Linked DNA regions of Sus scrofa: region 2 is linked to region 1. A link is a contact called in public HiChIP or PLAC-seq data. All regions are on one chromosome and are shown on one strand. Each heading gives the region's core, a stretch centred on a gene start, on an enhancer-like site or on the middle of the called end of the contact. The rest is flanking DNA. Distances are from core to core; before and after follow the strand shown. Region 1 overlaps SH3PXD2A (SH3 and PX domain-containing protein 2A). Region 2 has its middle 24 kb from the start of SH3PXD2A.

Region 1 (7,269 bases), core at 2,323-4,822:
CCAAATCTTTACCAGAGCCCTCCAGAGCTAACAGTACTTCACAAAGAAGCAGTTCCTTTACAAAAAAAGTAGTCACTTGACCTACATGATATACAGGGCCTGAAACAGAGCAGCAGAAACAGAGGCACAACCATGAAAGTGATATGAATGACATCTGGAAAAAGCACAGCACGATGGTTAAGATGGTTAAGACAGAACAAGCAATAGCTCAAACATGACTTCTAGTCCAAAGTCACAAAGGTGGAAGGTGGGGTGTGTTCAGCTGTAAGGTGGTGGTGGGGCTGCTGCCTGCATGGGTACCTCTGCAGCTTGCCCCAGGGAGAGCGGCAGCCTCTAGCTTGTCATCTGTACCCACAACATGAAAAAAATCATGCCCTTGGACTAGAAGGGTGAGGAGTCAATGCTGCTACAGCAGCAGCCCAGACCCCTAGCCCTGCCTCCTATGCTCACAGCCTGCAATGCAAGGCAAGGCTGGTATTAGGTAGCGTGATCTGTGCAGATGCACAGGCAACCTCACTTAGGAGGGCCCTGTGGTTGATTTAATACCCTTCTGTCCCCAATTTGAAATCTTTAATACTTTATGAACAAGAGCCCCATAAATTATGTAGCTGGTTCTACCCAAGGTCTGAGGGTTCTGAGCCACAGATTTTGAGCTAAATGAATTACTCTAAAGGCTGGAAGAAGCACATGGGGACTCAGGATCAGAAAGGATAAGAAATTTGCCTAAGATCATACACCAAGTCAGTGAGTGGCAGGGCTGGGGCTAGAACGATCATACAGTTCTCACTTTTTTTTGGCTATGCCCACAGTATGAAGTTCCTGGGCCAGGGATCAAACCCACGCCAGAGCAGTGACCAGAGCTACAGCACTGACAATGCTGGGTCCATAACCCACTGAGCCACCAGGGAACTCCAGTTCCCACTTTCTTAACACACATGCTAGGTACTGGGCTAAACCTTTGATGAGCATCATCTAATTTACTCCTAACAATCTGTAGCTTACAGATGCAGGAAAGCTGAGGGTTTTCACAAGGCCCCACAGCAAAGAAGTCAGGGGTCAGACTTGAGCCAAGGCAATCTGGCCAAGCACTGGGAACAGAGGGGCCTGAAAAGGGGGGACTTCATTCTCTGGATCCTCCCTGGCCACTGGCTCATTTATTTTCATTGGGCTTCTTTTTGTAAGCACAGCCCTATTTCTATTCATTTTGCTCTCAGTAGGAAGGGGCCTGCCTCCTTCCCCAGAATCCATGTGGGGGCCGCCCAACCCAGGGCAGGAATGCACCACTGACCTTCTGGCCCCGAGCCAGGCAGTCAGAGAACAGTCAGTCTCCCAACTCAGGTGGGGAATGGGGTGGGAGCTGGGCCCAGAGCCACTCCACAGCCCCTTAGGGACCAAGTCCAAGGACACCCACTGAGGGCATGGCTGGGGCCAGCAGAGATAGCCCAGCCCACATGGAGGTGGGCAGAGGGGCAAAGGATGCTCCCAGGGGCTGTCCTGGCAGGAGGGAGGTGGGCAGGTCTGCGTGCTCCCTTCACCCTGCTCCAGAGACCCTCAGCTTCCTGGCTGAAGACAGGTGCTGTGGTTAGTCAGCCACCCTGTGGGTGGACAGAGGGGCGCCCTGTGGGGAGGCCAGTGGGGCTCTGAGCCTCTGCTCCTGCAGGTGCTGCCTGACCCGCAGCAGCCCCTGTGGTGGCAGCCTCTCCCTAACCTCTCCCCACGCTGGGGCGCATACAAGAGACAAACTAACACTGCTGTGAGTTCCCGGATCCCAGACACCCCCCCACACACACACCAGCCCCGGGTGGTCTGCCTTGGTGGTCCTCCCCCACTTACTGGGACATCTCCCCTCCAATTCTCCCACCCACCAGCCGGTGAGGGTGAGGCAGCGGCAGCAGCAGGAACAGGCTAGGGATGCAGGATGAGCAGCCGCTGGGGCTCCAGCCCCCCACCTTCCCGGTTCAGTCTCCACCAGAGCCCTGAGTGAGACATGGAGTCAACAGCAGCGGACCCAGGCCTGACCGTGCCACCCCAGAGCCACAAGAGAGGACTGTCTCGTTTTCTCCAGACAGGATTCCTGCTATCAGATTATCAGTCAATCAACCATGAGATATTTAATGGGCATTTACTACGTGCATAGCTGGAGGCCCCTGGCCATGACCAACAGACCCTCCAGCCTCGGGACAGAGTCACAGACATCACAGACACTCTTCCGGGAGTTCCTGACTGCTTCAGGAGTCACGTAGGTTTGGGGGAGGCGGTGTGGCTCTCTCAACCACCTGCCTGGCAGTGTCAGGCACTCAAATGCCACTCAAGTGCATCCTCACTGCCCCAGGCTGCCCAGACTTGACCAGAGGGCAGGCTAGGGGCAGATTCAGCAGGCAGGGGCCCTGGGTGAGGGCTCATGAGGCAGAGGGATGCAGCAGGGCTGAGACCTGGAGGCCTCGGATCTGCAACTGGACCCCACCTTTGGAGCAGGGTTCATAATGTCTCAGCAGACATCTGGCTGGACACTGCCAGAGGGGGATGGGGGTGGGGATGAGGGGGCAGGGGCCAAGGGCAGAGTTCACCTGCAAACTGAGGTTGAGCATGACCCCCCTTTCCGAGGTTTGCTGGAGCCCCTCATCTGGTCCTGGGCAGGATCTCTATATTGTTCACTGATCAGGTCAGGTGGCTCCAGACTGTCTGGATAGTGCTGAAGTCGCAGCAAGTGCTTGGCACATAGTAGGTGCCTAACCCACATTTGTTTTGAGTCTCTCCAATCAGATCTGAAGTTCCTCCAGGGTCTTAACCCCCAGTATCCTCGCCGCACATGGAACAGGAGGCAGTGCCCAGAAAGTCCTGGCTGCTGGGAAAAAACCCTTGGACCCAAGGGTTTCATGGGGAAACTGAGGCCGCGCTCACCCTCCTGCTCCGGGGCCTTCTTGGCACAAAGGGCCCTGCACTATCTCTAGTCTAGCTTTTGCCTGGGATGGCCTGAGGCACACACAGGCACCCTCAGGCCAGGAAAGACCCTGAGCCTCCCTAGCTGGTGCTGCACAGAATAACTCACAGCAGGCCTCCGACGCCACAGAACATCCCTGGAAGGCTGCAGGCTTCCAGCATCTGCTCTAAAGCCCTTCAAAGAGATTTTTTTAAAAAATGTATCCATAACCAATATGGTCTATGGCAAGATGGATGTTGCAGGAAATGGGAGTCTGAGCGAAAACAACTGGCTTATCTATGATGTCTGGTGGGAGCGGGGCTCAGCGTAGCCTTCCAGGGTGGGTGCCCAGAGCCTGGGGCCCCTCCTCGGCCCCATCCCTCTCCTGTTTTGCATGGTCTGGACCAATCCCCTGAGCTCTCAGATGCCACGTAAACAGAGTGAGTGAGTGAGAGAGAGAGAGAGAGAGAGAGAGGGAGGGAGAGAGAGAGAGAGTGTGTGTGTGTATGCAGCTAGCTGCACGCGAGCACACACGCACACACACACAAAATCACTGCTTGGGAAATCCCCACATCTGGCTCTCATGTGATCAAGCTATGCCCAGGAGGGCGCAGCTGGGAGGGCCTGGAGGACCAGTGGGTCAGGAGTGTGCGAGCCCTCTGGGGAGCAGGAAGTTAACCCTTTAGCACTGCCTAAAGCTGAGCTTCCACTCAGGGAAGAAGGCTGGAAGGAAACTCCTGCACTGCCTGGCTTGCTGTGCACATGAGGCAAGGAGGGACTCCTGCCCCCTTCCCTGGTCTTCACCTGAGACTTGAAAGGGCTGCTCTTTCTCTGTCCTGTCAATCCTGGGCAATCATCAACCACTAGGGAGACCCACTGGATGAAGAGCCCTTCCTGACCCATCTCTTTGATATTTAATGAGCACTGCCTAGTGCCGGGAACCCAGCTGGATGGGCCACAGCCGTGGATTTGTAAGGAATCAGGATTCACGCCCTCCTTTTGCAGGCAGGACATGCATCCCTAGGAGACCACTGAAGCCAGAGTCCTCCTAACATTAAGGAACCGGTCAGAGGTGACCTTTGGGGCAAGATCTCGCCAACCCAAGCACCTGATTTAATTTTATAACTAGACCCGTTAAGCTTCAATGGCTTGCGTGGCTGAGTAGTAACTCTGGCAGCACCCCCAGCAGGCACTCTGGGGATGCGGCAGACCTGCCCTGGCCCAGCTTAGAGGACGTGGCATGTTCGCACCCCCAATGCTGAGACTGACCAGATGCCTCTGCAGGCTGTTCTCCCTCTTCTCCGGGCTGACTCATTTAAAAACCTCAGGGAACCAGGGCTGGAAAGGCTTGCTTGGCACCGCACCCACAGGCAGGCTGTGCCTCGCCGCCCCCCCTCCCCCCCGCCCCGGGGAGGCTCCCTCAGACCCCCTCTCCCATCGCAGCACTTGGACATGGGCCTCATGGTATCCACCTCGGTATCCCTGGGCTGGGACCGCAAGGCCTGGCACAGAGGAGGTACCCAGATGTTCACTGGACAAATCTACACTCCAGCCACGGCCAGAGCCAGTGAGGTCAACTACAGGTCTGGCAGGAACCACCCAATCCTAGAAGGAGAGTATGGTACCAGCATCCATTTGGAAACTTGCTTCTTATCAACTTGGCCCTCGAGCATTCCCCCAGCCCTGCCCATGGGAGAGCTGCTGCTAGTGGACACAGAGTCCTGGGCTTAGAGTAGAGAGAGCAACCGAGGTCACTGAAGAAGTTGGGGAAAGGGCCCTCTTACTCACAACCCTGTGACCAAATGCAAATGAGGAACTGACAGAGGGCTCTCGGAGCCCCTGGGACTGTGTATGGCAGAGGTGACAGACCAGGAGAACCTGTCCCTACAGGGAATAAGGGATGTTAACATCTGTGTTTGCAAGGTTTCCCCCAGGGGGCAGTTGCCAACATACAAAGACAGTCTTAATTTGGCCTCTTGTCACTAGTCTGTCATCACAGCTTGACCCTCCTGCCGGGAACAGTTATGTACCTGACCCTGACCCTGACCCAGCACTCAAGGAGCCTAAAAGGTCTGGGGCTGAGGGCGAGTCCCTGGCTAACAGGAAAGGCAGCCCCCAGACCCTGGCAGGGGCCTTCTCCAACACGGCATCCATTAGCCAAACGCAACGTCAGGGGGGAGCATCTTTCTTGGGGGGAACATCTCGAAGAGGTGGTGGCTCTTCCTTTCGAGCACAGGGAAGTGAAGGGACTTTCTGATGTGGCCCAGTTTTCTCGGTAGAAGAAACATTAACAAGATGTTTGCTAACGTTCTTAACCTTAAACCAAATACATCTTCATACCAGCTGCGTGGGTCACACGTGGCAGTGACAAGATCCAGAGGGCAAAGCAGAAAAGAGTCGGGGGAAAAACCTTTTTTCCTTGCAAACGTCTAAGTTTTACCGAAACTTTGGAAACAGTTTCCTTTGCCGTCACATTTCAAAGTCAACCGATTATAAAAATGTCACGAGCAGCTGACTTACACACGCCACATTTCGGTTTCTGAACAAAGTAACTTTAGATCAGAAAAAGGTGCTAAAACAGTAAGTAATGCACATTTCCCCCCAAATCTTTGTTTTTCCGTTGGCTTTGTCATTCCTGGAAATGTTGCCTCTCTTGTCACATGTCTGTAAACCAAAGAGCCCAAGTGAGGAACAAGTTGTTTTCTGGCTGAGGGCCACGGCGGGAAGCATTTCTTTGCTGGACCACAAAGTGGGTGTTTCCTGCCCAGAAGGAGAAAAAAACCTTGTCGGCTGGGCAGATGAGGTCTCGTCACTGCCCCTGACGAAGCCAGAAGGGATGTCAGAGGCTGGGCAGGCTCTTGGGATGGCCACTCCCCAAGGCCGGGGCGGGGCTGGTGATCTCCGGCTGCCCCTCCCCCACCCCCACTGGCCTATCTCCCTGACCTAGGACACAGCTAAATGGCACCTTCAAGGAACAGCGCCGTCTCGTCTCCGTCCATCCTGGGGGTTCCGATTCTTCTGCGTCCTCACTGTCTGCCTCCCCTGAAGGCAGCGCCATCAACCCATGTGCACGACCCAGACCAAATCCAACCCTGTCTTGATCTCAGGATCCCTGTGGAGCCCCATCAAGACTGCCTGGTGTTTCTGGGCACCACCCCTAGAGATGGTCTGGGCAAGGCCTGGGACTCTGTGCTTCAACAAGCAGGCTCAGGATTCTCAGCACACCTCTGGGCCTTTGCACATGCTGTCCCTTTCCCGACCATCTTCCCATTTTCCCAGCAGAAGCCAGGTGATAGGAATGAGGAGGGCAGAAAGAAGCTAAGTGGGGCTGAAGAAATCAAGGCCACTTACCAGCTAGCTGCCTCCTTCCTGGGGGTGAGATCTGGGATTCCAGGATTTGGGGAGCCCTCCCCTCCCCCACCCCTGCTTCGTATGTCCATGGGTCTAAGCCAGTAGGCAGCGGGACCAACACTGCCTGTTGCTGGGGGTTGGGGGGGGAGTCACGGCACAGACATGCACTTTCTCCATCACATCACTGCCACATGGGCTGGCTGTGGAGCTGCCAACTCAATCAGCCTCCTTTCATTTCCAATTAGTTGGTTTCGAACTCCAAGAGTGACATCAGGCTGAGGACCCAGAGCCACGAAAATAAAAATTATTTAAAAACACCAGCCCGGGTAAGATGCCAGAACGCAATGCCTTCACGAGACATGATCGCTTTTGGAACAGGCGGTTGGAGGAATGTCTTGGCCATGTTCTCTAAGGAGCCTGGGCCTTTTTCCCTGTTGGGTGGCTGGGGCAGAAAAGAAAGCCTCGGAAATGGCTTTGACAAGTCTTGCTGATACACAATCGCATGTTTCCTTTCAAGATGCATCCCTTCCTAGCCTTTCACTCCTGCCAGGCAGGACACCTCTCCTGCCCTTAACTTTCTCAAACTCATCCCAGCCTCTGAGCCCTTGTCTTCTACCAGGGGCACCCGCTCCCCCCCCTCTGCTCACCCCATCCCTTCATCGTCCAGGACACAACCTTGGCCCCTCCCATCTATGCTAGTGCCCCACCCTCAGCCCCTTCTATTTGAAGCCCGCTGCTTTGGGATGACGACCCATCCCTGGATTTGTTGAGGAATCCCTGGGAACAGACGGCTTTCTCAGCTAAGCCGTGAACTCTCCAGGGCTGGGACCAGCAATCGCTTAAAAGAAATGGAAGCCTTCAGGAGGGGAGTGAAGGCTGCTGCCATCTGCTTTGTTCCTGGCCTGTTTCCTCTGTGCCCGGTAAGCAGGGCAGGCCAGGGTCAAGAGAGAGCCCTGTTCTGCTCTATGTCCTACTGGGGCTTTTGTCCTGGGGAAGAT
Region 2 (7,269 bases), core at 3,256-5,755, 210 kb after region 1:
TTTTTGGTTTTGAGTCGGTGTCTCCTGAATTGCTATTACTAAGACCCCAAATAAACTCTTCTTCTTTGCAGCCTGATGTATTTCTTGGTCAACATAGTCAGAGTTGCAGCCTTTACTCTTGGAGTATGGCCCTTCTATGGTTTGAATTGAAAGCCTGAGTTGACTAAACCCCTATAACTTGGTGAGATTTTCGGCTCCAAATTCTTGTCACCCATATGATGGGCATTGGCTAAAATCTGCTCAGTCTCTTTCAGCCACCAGCTGTTGTTTTCTGCTTGGATTCCTTGGAGTCTCACTTGGACACGTACAGTTCAAGGGTCAGCCAAGGATTTGAGGAGGATTTATACACATATTTGGGGGATTCCACTCTATGACTCTCTCATTTCCAGAATTTTCACCTCAACTTCCAGCCGCTCTGATTGTATTCTCCTTCTCAGAATCATAACGTCAATAAACCTGTGGCTTTAGTTCCTCAGTGACCTCTACCCTGTGTCAGCTGACTGTGGTTCTCAAAGTGTGATCCTTAGACCAGTATTTAGTGTTACATGGTGGGGGGGGGATGGTTAGAAATGCAAGTTTGGGGGCCCCATCTCAGACCTAGTGAATCAGAAACTTGAGATGGAGCCTAGCAGTCTGTATTTTAACAAGCTCTAGTTTGAGGATGACTGCCTTAGTGAAAAGCTATACAAATGTGGGTCTCACCCAGAGAGTGGTTCCTTTCCTTTACCGTCTAGATGCTCTCCAGTGGCATCAAATAGGGTTTTTTTTCTTTTTAGGGCCACACTTGTGGCGTATAGAAGTTCCTAGGCCAGGGGTTGAAAAGGAGCTGCACCTGCTGGCCTATGCCACATCCTCAGCCATAGCAACGTGGAATCCAAGCCGCATCTGTGACCTACGGTGCAGCTTGCAGAACATCAGATCCTTAACCCAGTGAGCAAGGCCAGGGATCGAGCCAGCATCCTCATGGATACTAAGTCAGGTTCTCAACTCACTGAGGCCATAACGAGAACTCCTAAATAGGGGGTTTTTGAGGGAGGGGTCTAGAATTTATGTGTATTATTTGTAAGAGGAATTAGCCTTAAACAAACTTCCCTGTCAGATTGGAATTTGGACATTCCTCTTTTAGTATATAGTCCATACTGTATGCTGTTTGATTTTTCTTCCTCATACATATACATTCTTTATAATTTAAAAATAAATTTAATGAGATTCTGCTGCATAGCACAGGGAACTATATCTGATCACTTGTGATGGAACATAAGGAGGATAATGTGAAAAAAAAGAATGTATATGGATGTATGACTGGGTCACTTTGTTGTGCAGGAGAAATTGATGGAACATTGTAAATCAACTACAATAAAAAATTTTTAAAAATAAATGTAAAATATTTTAAATTGAGATTTGAATAAAATGTTTCTGAAACACTAGAAGCACTTTATAGTTTTATAGAACACAGCTTGAAAATCTCTAGTTTAAACCCTGTGATTGACAGTCTGGGTCAGGATTAGCTTCAACCTTGCATAGAAGTATCTCCATGGTAACTGTCACCATAGCATCAGGCTTATGCCAGAGGTGGTAAATGAGCTTGTACAGATGGGGGAGGAATGCAGGGTAGTATCTTCCTGGTCCACTTTCTAGGAAATCCCACAGACATGCCTTGTACTTTGACAGAGGAAGCTTGCAGGTAATGACCAGATGAAAAGGACCTCTGCTAAGAGCAGTCACATGGCCAGCATTCCAACCTGTTTCAGAAGGAGGCTCTTCTAAACTCCCATGGATCAGATTCACACCAGCTTTGATTCATCAGGCCTCACGTGTCATCCTTACCTTCTCTCATACCCCAAAGTGCAGGCAGTCTCTGCCCCTTAGTGATAAAGCAAGGAGTCTCCCTCAAGAAGGAATTGACCTCTTTCAGCTTCGAAAAGAGGGAAGTATTCTCACCATACCAGACATGCAGAATGGAAATTTCATCTAAAAAAGTCACCCCCCCAAAAAAAAAGTAATATAATTAAAAACTAAGAACTCACTCCAGCTTCTTCTACTTTCCCTGGCTCCACACCCAGACAGAGGCACTGGTGTTTTATCCACTAGGGAGCAGGCACTGGACAGTGTTTTTCCAACTTTAATGTGCACAGAAGTGCCCTGGGGATCTCATTAAAATGTAAATCATGATTTAGGAAGTGTTATGGGCTGAACCACGTCCCCTCAAAATTCATACGTCAAAGTCTTAACAGCCAGGACCTCAGAAGGTGACTATATTTGGAATATGGTTTTTAAAAAGGGAATTAAGGTAAAATGAGGTCACTGAAGTGGGCTCTGATTGAATATGACTTGTAAGAAGAGAACACAGACACAGAGGAAAGACCATGTGAAGACACAGGGAGAAGATAGCCACCTGCAAACCAAAGAGAGAGACTTCAGAAGAAACCAACCCTGCTGATGCCCTGGTCTTGGACTTTAAGCCTCCAGAACTGTGAAAAATAAATTTCCATTCTTTAAGCCATTTAGTCTGTGGTACTTAGTTACTTGCAGCCCTAGTAGACTAGTATAGTATAGTAGGTGTGGGGAGGGAACTGAGATTTTGCAATTCTAACATGCTCCTGCATGATGCTGGTGCTGCTGTTCCAAGGACCTCACTTTAAGCAGCAAAGACCTGGAGAATCAGGTTCCTTTTTGTTTAATGGCATGGTCAGCAGCTTCCCAAATCACCTAGCAGATGAGGAGAGGAGGATATTTTTCTTTAACTCCGCCTTTCTTAGAATGGCTAAGGCAATTTTTCTCAGCCTTGTTATCTTTGCAGCACTTTTGAAATATTATAAATATGGTGGCACCCTTCAGGGGATGAGTCACAGGTTAGCAGATGTAAATGAATGAAGTGGGCTGGATACACCAAGAGGACATGGTGGATGCAGTAGCTCAACTGAGCAGCTCACACCTCCTCTAAAGCGGGCAGACCTACTCTGTCTCCAAGCCAGAAGGTGAGCTGAGTGTGGTCAGGCTTTCCAAAATTTCAAGAGAAGCTAGAAATTTTGATTTTTTACTTTAAATCTTTAGATTTTTAAACTTTTAAATATTGACAATTCTGTCACCTTCTTTTTGAAATGTGACGCAGAGGAGCCCCCTGAGGTCCTGGATATGTCATTGATCTATATCTTTTTTTGGGAGTATACACATGTAAAAATTCATCCAGCTGTATGATTAAGACTTGTACAGTTTGCTACTTTTAAGTTAGGCCACAATAAAATACCTGCACGGAAATGATGCACATCAACCTCAAGGTAGTTGTTATCTGTGAGAATGGAGGCAAAGACAGAATGCGGTTGCCTTTCTCTGTATTTCTCTCTCTCTCTCTCTCTCTCTTATTTTTGGCCACACCGTGGCATGTGGAAGTTCCCAGGCCAGGGATCAAACCCACGCCACAGCAGTGACAGTGCCATATCCTTAACCCACTGCAGCACAAGAGAACTACCCCCGCTTCTTCTTTCTTTTTCAAAAAATGTATCTGTATCTTTAACATTATGTTTCTTTAAAGAGAGAGAACTAAAGTATATATGAGAAAATGTTAACAGCTATTTCATCTTAGTGATATCTAGGCTTTCTGCTTTATTATTTTCTGTATGTATAAAATATTTCATCATTAGACATTTTTAATATTTTAAAAACCCTGAGAATACCAGTACTGCATGGGCTAAACCAAACCCCATGGAGGTTACTGAACCACATTCTCTTGGTCCCTCTGGGGCCCTACTGCAGTTCAGGTAGGAAGGTTTGCTGCCTTGTCCCAGGTCTCCTACATGCTTCAGTAAACACCTGCTCCCTCTCTGCCACCACTGTGACCTGATGTCACCCCACCTACTCAGCCCAGCATCCCATAAATCCTTTATCATCAGAAGTGGTGTGCTCAGGGTAGGCTTAGCTATAGCAAAAATAAAATTTATATGTCAACCTAAATTTGAAGACACTGTGTTGAATTCACAGCTCAGGGCCACCACAGAACAGGCTTCTCTGGTCCTGAAAGCAAAACAGCCTAGTAGTTGAGCTCCCTGGGTAGAAACCTGGCTCTTCCACTTATTAGTTGCATACCCCTGGGAAATGTAGTGTTGGCCTCAATTTCCTCATCTGTAAAATGGGAATGATAATAGTCTCTATCTATTTAGGTTTACGTGAAGACTTAAGCTGGGCTGGGTGATTGGTGCATAACCGTTGGATAGTTAGTTAGCTATCATTAACATCAATGTATTATTTAACACTAGTGTGATTTTACTTTAAACATTAGATACATCATGGATTAAGTCTGAGGTGAAGCCACAGTGTCAATAAATTGGTATCCAGCCACCAAGTCTCAAAGGGAAAATATTTTCAACTCTGATTCAAGTAGCAAACACGATCAAACTTTGTCACAGATAGGAAAAGAGAATCACAGAAGCTCCAGGCTGGTTCGCCCAGTGGCTGTCCAAAACCTCAGGGCCCCTCCCCTTGGATGGTGGTGTTGCCAGGGCAGCCCAGCTTGTTGATGTGCACGGTTGCTGTTTGGGGCTCGTTGCTCAAGGTAATCCTCCCAGGGACAGCACCCTGCCAGGCGGCTCCGAGACCCAAAAGGGCTTTAGCAGTGACTAATAAAACTGTAAAGGATGCATACAGATCCAAGAAAATCTGTTCCCTAAAGGAACATGGTTTCAACTACTTCTCAGTTGGTGCCTCTTTTAACCACAAGCATTGAGCTTCTCTGTCTGGAGTTCTGGTGCTCCCATGCTGCATTCTCCAGAGAGACCATGTTCTCTGGTAAATCACTACTGATGCCTGGAATGGGGAGAGGAGCTAATTGCCCCCAGGCAGCATTTCCTACGTGGGCCTTTCCCTGCAGTTCAGGAGATGCCCTCTTTCAGCACTTCTGCTGATTCCAGCTGAGAAGGCCCACAGGTCTCCTGAGCCTTCTTTCCCTTCCATTCATCTAAGACGTGCGGCAATCACTGGTCTGCCTTGCAGAACCTGGGCGTCACCCTGGCCTTTTCCACGTTCCTTCACTCCTAAGTGGGTTATCCACCTCAGTGGTTTCACTCAGGTCTCTGACATCTGCCTCTGGGCCGCTGTCCCAATTCAAGCCCTTGCTCCCCTTCCCCGGGTGACTGCAGTCACGTCTCTCTGGTCTACCTGCGCCTACACTTGCCCCATGCAATGCTCCTCCACTCTGCTGCCAAAACAGTCTTTCCAAATTGTGAATCTGATGCCAGCTCTCAGCTCAACATCTTTTAATGCTACCCTTCTCCCCACTCACACTCTGTGTCCAGACTAAACGGTCCTGGTACTGTCAAAAATCTGAGTTGTAGGGGGAGGGAGTGGGAGGGATCGGGAGCTTGGGCTTATCAGACACAACCTAGAATAGATTTACAAGGAGATCCTGCTGAATAGCATTGAGAACTATGTCTAGATACTCATGTCGCAACAGAAGAAAGGGTGGGGGAAAAAACTGTAACTGCAATGTATACATCTAAGGATAACCTGACCCCCTTGCTGTACAGTGGGAAAAAAAAAAAAATCTGAGTTGTCAAGAAAAATCCAGAAATCTAGATTTTTATGTGAATTTCCCCTTCCCTTGTTTGTTTATTTATAGTTCTAACATTTTACACATTAAAAAAATTACAAAATATTGCAATAAGTCTCCCACACACTTCTAGTTTCAATTCCCTTTCTGAAGAAGCCACACGTGATACTAGTTTCTTTTGTGGCCTGTGGGATAGACAGACAGACAGACAGACAGACACACAAACTTTTTAAAAATACAGACAGTAGCCAATTTCTTAAAATGTTGGCATAAAATGCTTAAACTCTGAGGGTCAACTAGGACACATATGCATCCATAGGTTGTAAATCATGTAGGCATGTGCTCATGATCCACTTGACTGAAAGGGGTTCAGGTCCAACCCTGAACACAAGGTTGGAGCTTGGTCTTGGCATCCCCCCTCTACACCTCGCAAGATGCCCTGCACACAGTTGGCACTCAATAAGTGACATGTTTATTGAGCACCACGTTGTGCCTATTGTTGGATCTGTCACAGAATTCCAGATGAACTGTCATGTGGGCAATCTCTGAGGGAATACATGGGAACAACTAGTTAAGTCGAGTTAAGTCCCAGAACTCAGCTGAATATAGGTTCAGAACCTGCCCACCTCCCATTTTTCCTGGTTACCTACAGGAAACAGAAACAACAAACAGAAATGGCAAATCACTCAGGCTCTTGCTCTTGGGCGAGCCCCCAAGGGTGTGTGCTGGTGTTGATGGCCCAGCCCCCCCAAGAGTGCTGACACCAGCATTCCCAAGCCAGCTGTCATTCCCAGGAGCGGCTTTTCTATTTCTTGCCCTCCACCAGGTCAAGGCAAGCTGGGACTGGATGGAAACCACAGGCATATGCCACTTGCTGACTCTTCCTGAGGCGCTGGGCTGGGCTGGGCTGGGCTGGATGAGTAAGGCCCTTTCAAGCTTCTTCATGTTGAGAGAAGATGCATTGCTCAGGTGATATGGGGCCTTCTAAGTTAGATCCTCTTTGCTCACTTGCCTGTGGTCCAGGCCACCTCCCACTGGTCAGCATGCACGATGGTTGTAGGACAGGGAGATGTATTCAGTTCGTGATAAGGTGGAACCCACTGAGGAAACGTAACAAACTCTTTCCACGTTATCCTCCCCCATTCTGTGAGGCAGTGATTTCCAATTGTTTCCGCAGAGACATGGGACAGGTAGTTTTTGTAGGTAGCATGCTCCCATGGGAGGGTCATGAGCAATCTCCCTGGAATTGCGCTGTGATATTATACCCACTCGAGAAACCATTCTGGAATGCACGTGGGTGGGAACATGACCTTGCTCTAATCAGTCAGAAATTGATTCTAAAAATCAGTTAGACCTGATTCTAACTGAAGTGCAATATGAATCTTACTCCCAAAACTCAGGTGGGTGAGGCATCATATTCCTTTGTTTCAAGTGAGCTGGGGCTTGAAGCCCTCATTTTTTGGGCTGGAAAGAAAATAATACAGCTGGTGGGCGGGTGAGGCAGGCTCTCATCTTTATAGAGGTGCATGAAAATCCAATCACATAAGAGGGTACGTGATGTCTGGAAAATGGGTGATGGGTCCATTCTTCTGAGACCAAGTCTTCTGCTGATATCCTCCCTGTGTTCCTTTAGAGAAGGAGGGTTCCAGAAGCTTCCATTTCAAGCTTGGGAATCTTGGCTGAAGCTGGGGTTCACAGGTCAAGGCTTTAGGTCTGCAAGGAACTCT

Evidence for each region. HiChIP or PLAC-seq counts read pairs in DNA pulled down with a chosen protein or histone mark.
Region 2: a contact with region 1 is called in an H3K27ac HiChIP or PLAC-seq map of alveolar macrophages. The contact joins two enhancer-like sites. A contact is called at or near these places in 2 of 2 datasets of contacts at active chromatin or transcription factors (alveolar macrophages and skeletal muscle).

Annotation. Positions count from the first base shown.
Region 1 is chr14:114,587,564-114,594,832 of Sscrofa11.1, forward strand. The region is part of intron 6 of SH3PXD2A (SH3 and PX domain-containing protein 2A); the gene reads right to left. Among named protein-coding and RNA genes, the nearest start is that of NEURL1, 150 kb to the left of the region's middle. Within about 2 kb of position 3,573, at least 18 of the 83 cell types and tissues checked have an H3K27ac peak or open chromatin away from gene starts, as enhancers often do. A contact at or near this core is called in alveolar macrophages, where this site is marked.
Region 2 is chr14:114,797,151-114,804,419 of Sscrofa11.1, forward strand. No RefSeq gene overlaps it. Among named protein-coding and RNA genes, the nearest start is that of SH3PXD2A, 24 kb to the left of the region's middle. Within about 2 kb of position 4,506, at least 2 of the 83 cell types and tissues checked have an H3K27ac peak or open chromatin away from gene starts, as enhancers often do. A contact at or near this core is called in alveolar macrophages, where this site is marked.